Regions from separate parts of the Zea mays genome. Here regions 1, 2 and 3 are each linked to region 4. Evidence: chromatin contacts called from public Hi-C data. All regions are on one chromosome and are shown on one strand. The core of a region is the stretch at or near the end of the contact, and the rest is flanking DNA. Distances in the headings are between cores, read along the strand shown.

Region 1 (3,145 bases), core at 177-2,676, 290 kb after region 4:
GGTTGAGAGAGTACGCCGACCTTAAACAATCTCTGCTGCTCTATGACGCATCTATAGTGATAACCGGCTTCTCTACCTTCATCTTGGCTTCAAATGACAGCGCTGCCTATTCGTTCCTGATAGGTGGCATTGGAGGGTTCCTGTACCTGTTGCTGCTCCAAAGATCGGTTGATGGTTTGCCTGTGATCGGTTCACCTTCAGAAGCTGGCGGTGCACAGCCTTCGGTAAAAAGTTTCAGCGGTGTAAGGAGGCCATGGTTGATACTATCACTAGTACTGGTTGCAGGTGCAGTTGCACTGAAGTATGGTGCTGGAGGCGACAGCTTTGCGCTCACACCCACCGACCTCTTTGTTGGCACTGCAGGGTTCCTAGCAAACAAGGTTGCTGTTCTTCTTGCAGCGTTCATGCCTATGCTAAGTGACTCAAAGAGTGAAGATGGATCTGGTGACAGCAGTTAATTGGACTTCTTTAAAAATATGTTAGTAATAGTTTCCTATAGAAGATCTGTATTCAAGACTGGAACGGAATTAGCTGAAGTGCAAAGGACAAGTCCTAGTTTCTGAACTGGAAAAAAGAACCCTCTCATCTTGGTGACTGTGTCATCCTTGCAAGGGTTCAATTCACAGCAAGAGTTCAAGTGTTGTGGCAGTTTGAAGTCAGAAACTTAAGTTGTATTTTTCAGACATGCAGGACAGCTGTGTATCATTATATCAAGAAGAAGAAGAACAAAAGTCTAGGATACTTTGAAGCACCCTTAGAAAGGCATGACCAGTACAGCAGAAGAAAAACAGAGACACAAAAACTAAGGACATGGCCATAAACTACGGAGCGTTTTGGCTTTTGCCATACAGCACAACTTGATTTCATCTTAGAAACTTGAGTTGTAGTATAGTATACTCACCTATCGGACACTGAACTGTTAAGATGATATACCGACTACAGCTTTGTTGTATGTAAAAATATGACATTTGTGAGGTTAAATACACAGTAACTATCGAAACAAAATGCTTGGCGTTGCTCCAAATCACTATCATCTGAGTATTTTCTTGAACTGGAAGCTCTAGAGCGATTGTAGATTCACTCAACACAACATTAGCAGTATACGACTGTGAAAAGTTCCTGTCAAGTTCCGCTGGGCAGTAATTTTTTAAACTTATTATCTTATACAGATCTGAGATGAACACCATTTCCTAGGCAGAATTATCATTATATTCAATTGTAAGTATTTTACCACAGTCCATAGATCTAGTCACCGGCCACAGCATGGTACCTAGCCAGGTGGCCGCCGCCCCCACCTGGATGCCGCCGCATAAACCGGTGAATTCACTGACAAGAGTAGACACCCATTTTGCATCTGAAGCTTCTGCCTGTAGTCTGGCATTAGCAGCACATCATACATATATCACCAGCTTTCTCAAGTGCTGCCAGATGCTAGACATGGGCATTCCGACGACAGTGATGTTCCGAGTAGTCGTCATCGCCGTTTTCACCCTATCGACCGCTGCAGCCGCAGGCAATGCGACAGCGAGTCCGAGCTCCGTGACCAATTCAACGGCGAGCTCGACCAAGAACACCACGGCGCCACTGTTGCCGCCGTTTGGCACGAACCACGCGGTGGGCGACGGCGCGGGGTGGATCTTCGACTGGAAGGCGAACGCCTCGGCCGCCAACTACTCCGCCTGGGCTGCGAACCGCACTTTCTTCCTCGGCGACTACCTCAGTGAGTCCTCATCCTCGGCTTCCTCCCCTGCCCAAGTCCAAACTACTGTTTCTGTATGGAGCTCAATCGATCGACGCTGGTTACGTACTGACGTGTCTGACGTGTGTGGCTGGCGGCATGCTCCATCCATCGCAAAGGCTTCAGGACGGACACCAGCAACACGGTGGTGCACACGACCAACGCCACGGCGTACAGGTTCTGCAGCGCCGGCGTCGCGGCGAGAGGCGGCGGCGGCGGGTGGAAGCCGGAGGAGGCGTTCCTCGTCGTGATGCTCACGGCGGAGGGCACCAACTACTTCTTCTCCGACGCCTTGGACGGGGAACACTGCCGGAAGGGGATGCGGTTTCAGGTCGGCGTGGCACATGGCCGCGGTCTCCCGTCGGTGCCCCCGTCGTACTACGAGCCACTCTCCGGCGCGCCGGCGGGGACGCGAGCGCGACACGATGGAGCTGTGGCCGTGTGGGGCGTTGCGATGGTTGCAGCCTTTGCTGCACTTGCGTTTTCTTGATTTTTTTTTATTATTCATAACACAGGTTGTTGACAACCAAAAATGGCTAATAGTACGAGGAAGGCTTTTGCAGTGACGTTCCAGATAGCAAAACATGGACAAATACTACTAATATTTTGGAGCATCATGGTCAAAGTCGGAAGGAAAAAGATGAGAAACGACGGCGCCTTAGCAAGTCGGTAGCCCGGTATCCGGTTCTCTTCACCACGCTGCAGCCGTCCAAAGACCATCTCCAGCAACTTTCTCATTTTCATCCCATATTCAAACTTTAACTACGCCATAAGTAAACCGTCATAAGAGACCGACCCGTTATAAATAACCGGCTGCATTAACTACGTCTAGCATCGAGCCAAGGCGAAGTCACCGGTCCGCCTCCCACTCATGACTCGGAATGTGGCACACTCATATAGCTTACAAACCCCTCAGGCTACGACACATTTATGACTCGTGCGCCTCTATCCTGCGACACACTATTGACCTATCAGAACTAGATCCGAGTGCGTAGATTGATGGCAGGACATAATAAGACGAACCGCGCTAAGCCCCAGGCTATGAAGGTCACGGGTTGACACAACCCAAATGATAACGCTCGGGCCCCATACTTCCCACGCTGTCTGCCATAAAGAATACGATGCAACCAAGTGTTCCTGAGGTCCACGGGCTCGCGTGCCTTTACCCCAGATAAAACGTATGGTTTTACCATCACCCGGTGGCTCCTTCCTGAGGAACCCACCGCTGGCCGACCGCTTCCTCGGTCTATAAAAAGAATAGGTTGGCAGAACAAGGGACACATGCACGAGCAACAGACGGACCCCATACGTGAAGACGACGGAGCAATGAACAAGAGGAGGACACATCGACGAGGACTTAGAGGTCGAGCTCCGCCGCCAAGCCAAGACTTACATAAGAGTCCGCTA
Region 2 (3,226 bases), core at 528-3,027, 440 kb before region 4:
ATTTTTACGAAAAATATGAAATCTGCATATATGAACTTGATGCTTTGATGTTTTTTTTTGTGTGTGTGTGTGTGTGTGTGTTTACTTTCTGTGCCCATGCATCTTCTAAGTTGTATGTGGGTCTTATGTGCAGATTTTGAAGATAAATCCTTCGAAAAAGGATATAGATTCTTTCATGGCGTCAGACTTCAAGCTGGTTGGCTATGATCCTCACCAGAAGCTAGAGATGAAAATGGCAGTGTAACGGTAATATACATTCTATGATTTCTCCTGGTGGACTGTCATTAACTTCGGCCACTACAAGTTTACTTGCTCGCTGGCACAAAACAGAGCTCTAGTGCTGGCTGTTGTTAGTATGCATTTTGCTGGGATCAAAACCTTATGTGTCATAAGTCACAATGATGCTTCATGTTGTCATACTGCTCATGCACTGGTCCTTTCATGGATTTGCCACTGCAGAGTCTGGAAACAAAAATGCATATAGGCACCATAATTTTCATTTTGTCATAGTTGCTTCACGTTTTGCTCTTTTAATTTTTGCAGGTGGCTTAGCTCTGGAGCCCCCAGCCTTGGAACCTCGGTGGGTGAAATCAGTCGAACGAACTGGTACTACATAAAAAATGAACCGGACATCGCACTAGCTTGTTTTTGGTGATGGTGCTGAATGTTGTGCGGGAGGCGTTTTCCCCCGTTATTAGTAGCGATCTGCGTGCTATATATGGTCGCTGAAGTCAAAATTGGCTCTCTTTTATTTTTTATCTACTACTACTACTCATTTGCGAGTGAGAGATGGTCTGGGCACACCATTCAATTGCAACGGCCTACTGGTGTGTTGCCCCCCAATGAGGGCTGTGACGATTGCGCCACTACCTCGTGAGAAACATGATGTGACCGAAATTGCTGTGTACCTGCATGGTAGAACAACGCACTCTTTGGTATCTGGTTGCCTTAATACGTGACCTGGTTAATTCAGTTTCCAGTTTGGATGGGCACAAGATAGCGATTTGCTGTGGCGTTTTAGTTGTTGTTGCTGTGCTGGGGGCAGAAAGTCTAGTGCCGTGCTTGACGAAGACGGGGTCAAAGCGCTTGCAGCGACGATGTACGATTTGGAGCCATGCAACTAGCTCGTCAGCATTACTCTAAAGTAATACTGCAACTGCAGTCAGTTGAGCTCGAAGACGCTGAGAGAGTAATAGGATACCATTAGCCTTTCCGTCGCTCCTAGTACTTGGCTTTCTGTGGAGAATCGGAGCTTTATTATAGCAATCATCAAAACGAAGTTGGGTACGTACTTGGGTTCATAGTCTTCTCCACATGTTCAGCGAATATGACTTCTGGCCGGCTTCGAGGGATGGGGATGCAGCACGCACGGGCACGGCCGTTGGTTGCCAAGGGCCGAGCCTTGTAGGGGTCGGAGAACACGAGCTTTGTTGGTTGGTCGCGCGCGCCGAGCGGCAGCTGGCCCTTGGACTGATCGACCGGCCAAGCCTGTGCCGTTTGGCCGCCTCGATGAGTCCGCCTCACCGCGAGGCAGCCAGCAGCAGGCGGCTGCGGCCGCGAAAGAACGCAAGAGTGAGGTGGCCCTTTGCAGAAAGCACCTCAAGTCCTCTGGAATTTTTGCTTCCATGAGCGTCGGGTGTACCGGATCCACTCTATTCCTAGGACAGTTTCTACGATAACCCCAGACTCCAGGGACCCCATCCAAAACCCCGGGCCGCAATATTTCTATCCCCTACAGGCTACAGCACTGTCCACCTTCACTTCCGTCCGTTCCCCCGAACTCTCTCTCTCCTCCTCGGCCACCTCCCATCCCCGTTCCTTCCCCTCCATCTCATCACCGCCGCCAGCGCCAAAACCCTACCCACCCACCCACCGATGGCCTCCCCGGCGCCGGCGTCCCCCGCGGCCGCGGCGGCGCACTGCCCCCCGCCGCGCATCGGGCTCGCGGGCCTCGCCACCATGGGCCAGAACCTGGCCCTGAACATCGCCGAGAAAGGGTTCCCGATCTCCGTCTACAACCGCACCGCCGCCAAGGTGGACTCCACGCTGTCCCGCGCGCGGGACGAGGGCTCGCTGCCGGTGCTGGGCCACCGCGACCCGCGCGGGTTCGTGCTGTCCCTCGCGCGCCCGCGCGCCGTCGTGCTGCTCGTCCAGGCCGGCCCCGCCGTCGACGCCACCATCCAGGCCCTCTCCCCCTACCTCGAGCCCGGGGACGCCATCGTCGACGGCGGCAACGAGTGGTACCAGAACACGGAGCGCCGCATCCAGGAGGCGGCGGCGCGCGGCGTCCTGTACCTCGGGATGGGCGTCTCCGGCGGCGAGGAGGGCGCGCGGAACGGGCCCTCGCTCATGCCCGGCGGCAGCGCCGACGCCTACGCCAACATCAGGGACATCCTCCAGAAGGCCGCCGCGCAGACGGAGGACGGCGCCTGCGTCACCTTCGTCGGGCCCGGCGGCGCCGGCAACTTCGTCAAGATGGTGCACAACGGGATCGAGTACGGCGACATGCAGCTCATCGCCGAGGCGTACGACGTGCTCCGCAGGCTCGGGGGCCTGTCCAACTCCGAGATCGCCGATGTCTTCGCTGAGTGGAACAGGGGGGAGCTCGAGAGCTTCCTGGTCCAGATCACCGCCGACATTTTCACCGTGGCTGACCCGTTGGACGGGAGCGGGAGTGGCGGCGGGGCGCTGGTTGACAGGATTCTGGACAAGACTGGGATGAAGGGGACCGGGAAATGGACCGTGCAGCAGGCGGCGGAGCTTGCGGTGGCAGCGCCCACGATTGCCGCGTCGCTGGACGGGAGGTACCTGTCAGGGTTGAAGGACGAACGGGTCGCAGCCGCTGGGGTGCTGGAGGAAGAGGGGATGCCGGCGGGCCTGTTGGAGACGGTTAATGTCGACAAGAAGGTGCTGGTGGATAGGGTCAGGCAAGCGCTCTACGCCTCCAAGATTTGCAGCTATGCGCAGGGCATGAATCTGCTGCGAGCCAAGAGCGTGGAGAAGGGATGGAACCTTAACCTCGCAGAGCTTGCCAGGATCTGGAAGGGCGGCTGCATTATCCGTGCGAGGTTCCTTGATAGGATCAAGAGCGCGTACGACAGGAATCCTGAGCTCGCCAATTTGATTGTTGACAGAGAGTTTGCAAGGGAGATGGTGCAGCGGCAGAACGCGTGGAGGTGGGTTGTGGCACGCGCGGTGGAGGCTGGCATTAGCACGCCAGGAATGA
Region 3 (2,848 bases), core at 117-2,616, 330 kb before region 4:
TATTATACCATGTTACTAACCTTGGGATTTGAGAGAATGATCTCCACTAGTGGAATGACAACTATATATGGAGAGCCTCAAGCCTCATCTGTTGTATGGTCCTATAGGATGTGCCTTGACATACACTTAACACTCCAATGGAATTCTATATCTGTAATAATAATATGATTGATCTGAATAGAACACTTTTGAAACAATTGTAGAACCTTCCGAACATATTTTTATTGCAGAATAATGTTTCAGAAATTCATAATACATCAATATCACCACAAACCAGAATTCAAGCAATAATATAAATGAACTTATTGTTAGCAATTAGCATTGCCATGAAAGCAACCGGATACATACCTTTGACCAATCAAATTGCAGACCAAGGGTGCTCCACCGGAGCTTCCTCACAAGGGTAGTTGCTGCGTTTGACCTATGCTCTTCCCCTTTCTGGCTCTCTGAGTCCACAAATTTGAAGTATTTGGATTCTGTTTTCCCTCCACAATTATTCTGTTTATTTCTTTCTTGGATATCAGGATTTTCTGCTTCAACCAATATCTGTTGATTTTCGGCAGCGATGAGTAAGTCCGAAATTGAACCATATATTGCAGTCAAATTAGTCCTATTAGGTGGCTGTGGAAATGTTTTCAAGCTTTCCCTGATCCAACAGCATTGTTCCTCAGTTGATAAAGCACCAGGAATGAAATAGAACCCTGCAGAGTTACAGAGAAGAGTACTAATATATCAGAAAAATATTTGGTGTAATGGCATTATGATTTCTTGGCCATATGGGAAATGAGAAATGACTTGCAAGTTTTGATGTTTACACACAAATTTGGGCAGGAACGCATAGTTTTATTGTAAAAGTGTTAAACAAGATGATTTGGTATTCACATAAGCTTTACTCCTGAAATGTCATCACAGGACTAAAACAGCATCTACTTTGCAAGACCTTCCCCTGTTCGAAGTGCCATGTTCAGATTCGCTAGTGAAAGAAAAAACCCTGACGACCTAATTTTAGCCCCAAACAAAGAATCGAAAGGAGATCACAGTTACCTGGCCGGTCCAAGAAGCAGAACACGGGGCGGTCGAATCCGGGGCACTCACGCCGACCAATCCCGTCAGGAAGCTCCCCGTCGGCGGCAAGCAGAGCATGGAAGTCAACTACGGCTGACAGATCAGCGCCACCTCCCTCTCCGCTAGACGGCCTGCATCCTGACCTGGACCTGGACCTGGACCTGCCCTTGACGTTGAGTGTCTTGTAAAGCTTGTACTGTTTCTCCGCACGCCGGAAAGCCGTGCGCTCCGCAGCTGTGGGGTCGGAAGTGCCGTACATCGCCGGCAGCGCCCGAGTGAGTTCTCGCCGCCGTGGCCTTCCTGGAAATGGAATGCTGCAGTCCGAGAGTTGCAGCTGGCCGCCTGGCCGCCACAAATTTCCGGCCCATGGGCCTAAACCACGAGTGTCATGACCTCGTGGGCCCTGACTGTGGTGATTGAAAAAGAAAATTCCTTTTATCTCTTTAGTACTGAACAATCAATATAACCAGCATATAGCGGTGCAAACACTACATTCCGAAAAGGGGTAGATCGACCGCTGAGTGGGGGAAGAGTGAGGAATAAGGGATAATTTTAATAATATTGTTTAATAGATTTGAGTGACCATAAGAGATGGGTTATCCAATTATCTAAACCGTGGTTTTGATGATGCGTTAGATTTAGGTGTAATTTTTTTTGTAGACTTAGTGGATTTTATGAGTGTGATAATAATTTGGTTGGGTGATTTTACAAAGTTTAAACAGGTAGATCGTATATTGTTATAGATTATAGATAAAAACGAATAATATATATACATATATAATACTCCTCATATTATATATAAAACTAGTCGGTTACCCGTGCGTTGCGACGGCTCACAACGATACCCACGTAAATTATCTACAAAAAAGTTCTCAAGATTTTTTATTGGTCGTCTCCACTCTTCGCATAATATTTTTTTATGGACGCACGGGTACCATAGGCAGCAAATCAGAGACCCACATCCCTCGCCTCCCCCACCTTCAAGGTTTCGTAGAACATGAGTGGAAGGGAAGAGGCGGGCATACCTGTTCGTTGCCGGAGAAGGACACGACGAAGACCTGGGCATCTGGAGGCGATATAGGTAGTATACTGCTAGATATATAGGGAGAGAGCACGCAAGCGGAGAAAGAAGCCCAGCTGGAGCAGCTCCAAACCAAAAGGCACCCGCACCAAGCGTTAGCCCGAGAAGGGCGAGATAATACGAGTGTCTTCCCAGCCCTGAACCCGCCGAAGCGACACAACACCAGCACCAACTCCGTAGCATATACCGACTGCTGCCACGCTATGGGCCTTATTTGTCCAATATCTCAGACCTGGACTCCTCATCGCTAAGATAATCTAAGCGTGGCAGGCGCCACCATGTCCTACTCAACGGCAAGCACGGAGAAAGGCCAGGAGCACGACCGACTCGCCCCGTACCCGCGTCAACGTCGACTCACGGCTGCGACCGTGGGCATGGGGCAGCAGATTGGGGTGGAAGAACAAGGCGAAGGCAGGGAAGACGAATGGGACGTTCGACGACGGCAAAAACGATGGTGCGCGCATGATGTGAAACGTCCTCGTGGACGTGCTATAGCCACCGCACGAGTCGGTGTCGGACGAATATGGGTAGGAGGCGCCTGCTTCTACGCCCTTTGCCGAGAATGGGGTGGCGCGGAGGTGGAGGCATGAGGGGAGAGAGAAAAGAAGTAGAATGACGAACGAGGTGGTGGCAACTGAGGCAAGGACCATCATTATCGTACGGAGGTATAGATGGCCAAATGTGTCGTGTCTGGCGAGCCGA
Region 4 (2,848 bases), core at 121-2,620:
TTTAGTACTTAAGAGATTGCAACAACTAAATAGATGATTGACTCTAGTGTAAATGAGAGATCGTAAAAAATATTCCAGAGAGGCAACCATGATCCATGATAACATAAATGAGCCTTTAAGTTAAAAATCCATTAGCATGAGTCTATATTTAGGAAAGACTAGTACAACGCCCGTGCATTGCGACGGCACACAAACATATTTGATACCCATAAAAAATAAATGTAAGATCAGAGTGAACATATCCTATATTAAACTGATAAGAACAAATATTACACCTTATCTTAACCAAAAGCCCGAGAAAGGTATGAGTTGAATAGGAGCCCGACCCTTTTTTATAAGTCGCTCGGGTGCTCGTTCTCCTTCAGATAGCGAGATGGTACTATGTGGGAGTATTGCTCTGCGTATGGCTTCCTATCGTGTTGGGCTTGGATGGTTTCTCAATGCCCATTTGTTAGGCAAGAAGCGGTAAAAGAAATAGACCTACATGCTTCGATGTGATGCACAACCCACAAAACCGGTGCTTTAATATAGTAGAGAGTTGACATGCTAGAAGAGAGAGACACATCTTAGCTATCGCCTGTCACCGCCTCTTTCCCAGGTTTGCGAGCGCTCAAGCATTTGTTGCCCTTCTTCTCACTGTGTGTGTGGTGCTAGCACACCAGCGTAATAGTGTTTGATCCTTACAACCGTGGATACCATAAAGATGTCGCTGGCGTTGTTGTGGTGTTGAGCGGCAACGAATACGTGAAGAGTACAGGTAAATATGTTATTGTTGTTGGTACGTGAGGATGTAATACTATTTTCACTATATTGACGCATTCTTCTTCTATTGTACTACACGTCTAGTAATAATGATCTACACTTCTCTTGTTGCATGTTATCTTGGTCGAACCTAGTAGATTTTCTAGCTTTCTGCATGTAGGTCCAGTAATTCTGAAGTGTTGATATAGTGTGTGTATAAATGTGTGTGGATGTTTGTATCTGAATAAAGACCAAGCCTCCAATAATGCTGAGGAACATGGTATATGCCTGTAGCTAGATGCCATAGACCCACATCATCAGAAATTAAACAACACATAGAAACAGCTGGATTTTTCATATATGACACAGCAATTTGTCTATGCTCCCTTTGATAGAGACACGGACATTTGTTATGTGTGCCTCATCAATCAGTAGTGCTGTATAAAGAACCACGGCTAAACAGCTGTTGCATCCTAGTAGCGCTATATCTTGTTCCTTGAGGACCAGACTTAGAAGCACTATTATCCCTGCAGCTTGCCTCTTCAGTATACTCCATCCGCTGCCCCGCTTCTCCTCATACATATATACTCTGTCAAATCCAACTTGTTCCATAACTCTTGTTCTCCATCGAAGAACAGACGACATACTCTCTCTCTCTCTCTCTTTGTCTCTCTCTACTCTCTAGACAGTCGATTAAAGGTGCACAAATGTGCGGAAAGATGGAGCACATCCACATGGAACACAAGGTGTGTATTTCATCTAGTTTCTGTTCTAGCTAGAGATGTGAATCCATATATAACTACTGGTGTTTTGTTAAGATTAACTAAAAAGGTTAAAATAGTTTAATTCCTTGTTAGAGTCATGTACTAGTACTTACTGGTTGTTTGTGTGTGTGTGTATTCATCCAATTCATCAGGGCTTACTAGGTGGAGAATTTAAAGATGGAATCTGCGCCTCAGTTCCCAGCCCCCTTCCTGGCACATCAAGCAGGCCGAACAGCATGGTTGTGAAGGTAATTAAGCAGCTAGTAATAGTATACAAGCAGAAGGTTTGCTTGAATTTTCGTCCAGAAATAATTGTGTTTGTAATAAACATATATATATAAGCAGAAGGTTTGCCCGCGGGAGTTCATCCCGGCGCACATCATCGCGGAGGCGATCTCGACGCTGCACGGGCTGGACCTGCGGTGGTCGGGGCCCATCACGCCCAGCGAGCGGCAGTACGTGGAGCAGTACGTGCTGGCCATGTACCCGCAGTACTCGCACGGCCTCATCGAGGACGGCAGCTGCGACAAGGACGACCTCTACTCCACCTACTACATGTCGCCGGAGGCCGGCGGCGAGCGGCAGCGTTCGTCGCCGGCGGGGTCGCCGTCGTCGTCGGCCGGCACGAGGCCCGACTCGGCGGACACGGTCCGGCTGGAGCCGTCGCGGCTGCTGGACATGCTCACCAAGAAGTCGTCCTTCCCGGGGAGCTTCATCTCGATCCCGGAGATCCAGGCCAGGAACCGCGTGCTCAGCCACTGCGGCCTCACCGACGACGAGTACCTCGTCCTCTTCGCGCCCACGCCGAGGGACGCCATGATGCTGGTAGGCAGAGCCTGTCGTTGTGGTTACCATTATCATTAGTTAATTCATTATTACTACAACTATAATGGTTTTTAAATCATGCCGTAGCCGGTCTTAATTCTTCTGGTTCAAATTGTTTAACCATAGGGGTTTGGTTTGGGACTAAAATTAATTATCCTGTGTCACATCGGATGCTTAAATGTTTATTATGAGTACTAAATATAATAAACATTGGCGCTGCATCGGCCATGCAGCGCCGAGGGATGCTTAAATGTCACATCGGCGCTGCATGGCCGTACTTGGTTTTTTAAGTTAGTACTACAAAGCTTTGGGATAAACTATTGGGTGATTTGGAACATTGATATGGAGGACTAACGAGGTGCAAGTGGTAGAACTTGAGTGTGACACGGTGATTTATTTATTTATTTTCTTTTTTGTAATAAAAGCCATAGCATAGTCATTTGACCCTTTATTAATCGACCCTACACGAGAACAAAATAAATGACAAAAAAAATCCAGATGGACTTTGAGCTTCTAAT

The links. A called contact is a pair of places that touch in the nucleus more often than the background predicts.
Region 1: a Hi-C map of leaf shows a contact between it and region 4, with 4 times the contacts expected there. The contact joins the promoter of LOC100286162 here to the promoter of LOC100274961 in region 4. A contact is called at or near these places in 4 of 25 Hi-C or Micro-C datasets (ear, endosperm, leaf and 1 more).
Region 2: a Hi-C map of leaf shows a contact between it and region 4, with 5 times the contacts expected there. The contact joins the promoter of LOC100856973 here to the promoter of LOC100274961 in region 4. A contact is called at or near these places in 5 of 25 Hi-C or Micro-C datasets (bundle sheath, leaf, seedling and 1 more).
Region 3: a contact with region 4 is called in a Hi-C map of ear, with 2.0 times the contacts expected there. The contact joins the promoter of LOC100382739 here to the promoter of LOC100274961 in region 4. A contact is called at or near these places in 2 of 25 Hi-C or Micro-C datasets (ear and leaf).

What each region holds. Positions count from the first base shown.
Region 1 is chr4:19,530,979-19,534,123 of Zm-B73-REFERENCE-NAM-5.0, reverse strand. LOC100286162 (plastocyanin-like domain containing protein) reads left to right here and starts at 1,426. Exons shown (of 2, transcript NM_001159050.2): 1 at 1,426-1,720; 2 at 1,858-2,298. The coding sequence starts at 1,429. The coding sequence ends at 2,228. It overlaps LOC100384115 (Lipase/lipooxygenase PLAT/LH2 family protein), which reads left to right. Exons shown (of 4, transcript NM_001176703.2): 4 at 1-1,001. The coding sequence ends at 458.
Region 2 is chr4:20,260,742-20,263,967 of Zm-B73-REFERENCE-NAM-5.0, reverse strand. LOC100856973 (6-phosphogluconate dehydrogenase, decarboxylating) reads left to right here and starts at 1,777. Exons shown (of 1, transcript NM_001254857.2): 1 at 1,777-3,226. The coding sequence starts at 1,876. LOC100286018 reads left to right here. Exons shown (of 12, transcript NM_001402555.1): 11 at 134-246; 12 at 544-992. The coding sequence ends at 244.
Region 3 is chr4:20,145,572-20,148,419 of Zm-B73-REFERENCE-NAM-5.0, reverse strand. LOC100382739 reads right to left here and starts at 1,366. Exons shown (of 7, transcript NM_001175456.1): 1 at 1,045-1,366; 2 at 349-701. The coding sequence starts at 1,324.
Region 4 is chr4:19,817,190-19,820,037 of Zm-B73-REFERENCE-NAM-5.0, reverse strand. LOC100274961 reads left to right here and starts at 1,370. Exons shown (of 4, transcript NM_001174537.1): 1 at 1,370-1,487; 2 at 1,658-1,753; 3 at 1,851-2,330. The coding sequence starts at 1,449. It also overlaps the pseudogene LOC111591476.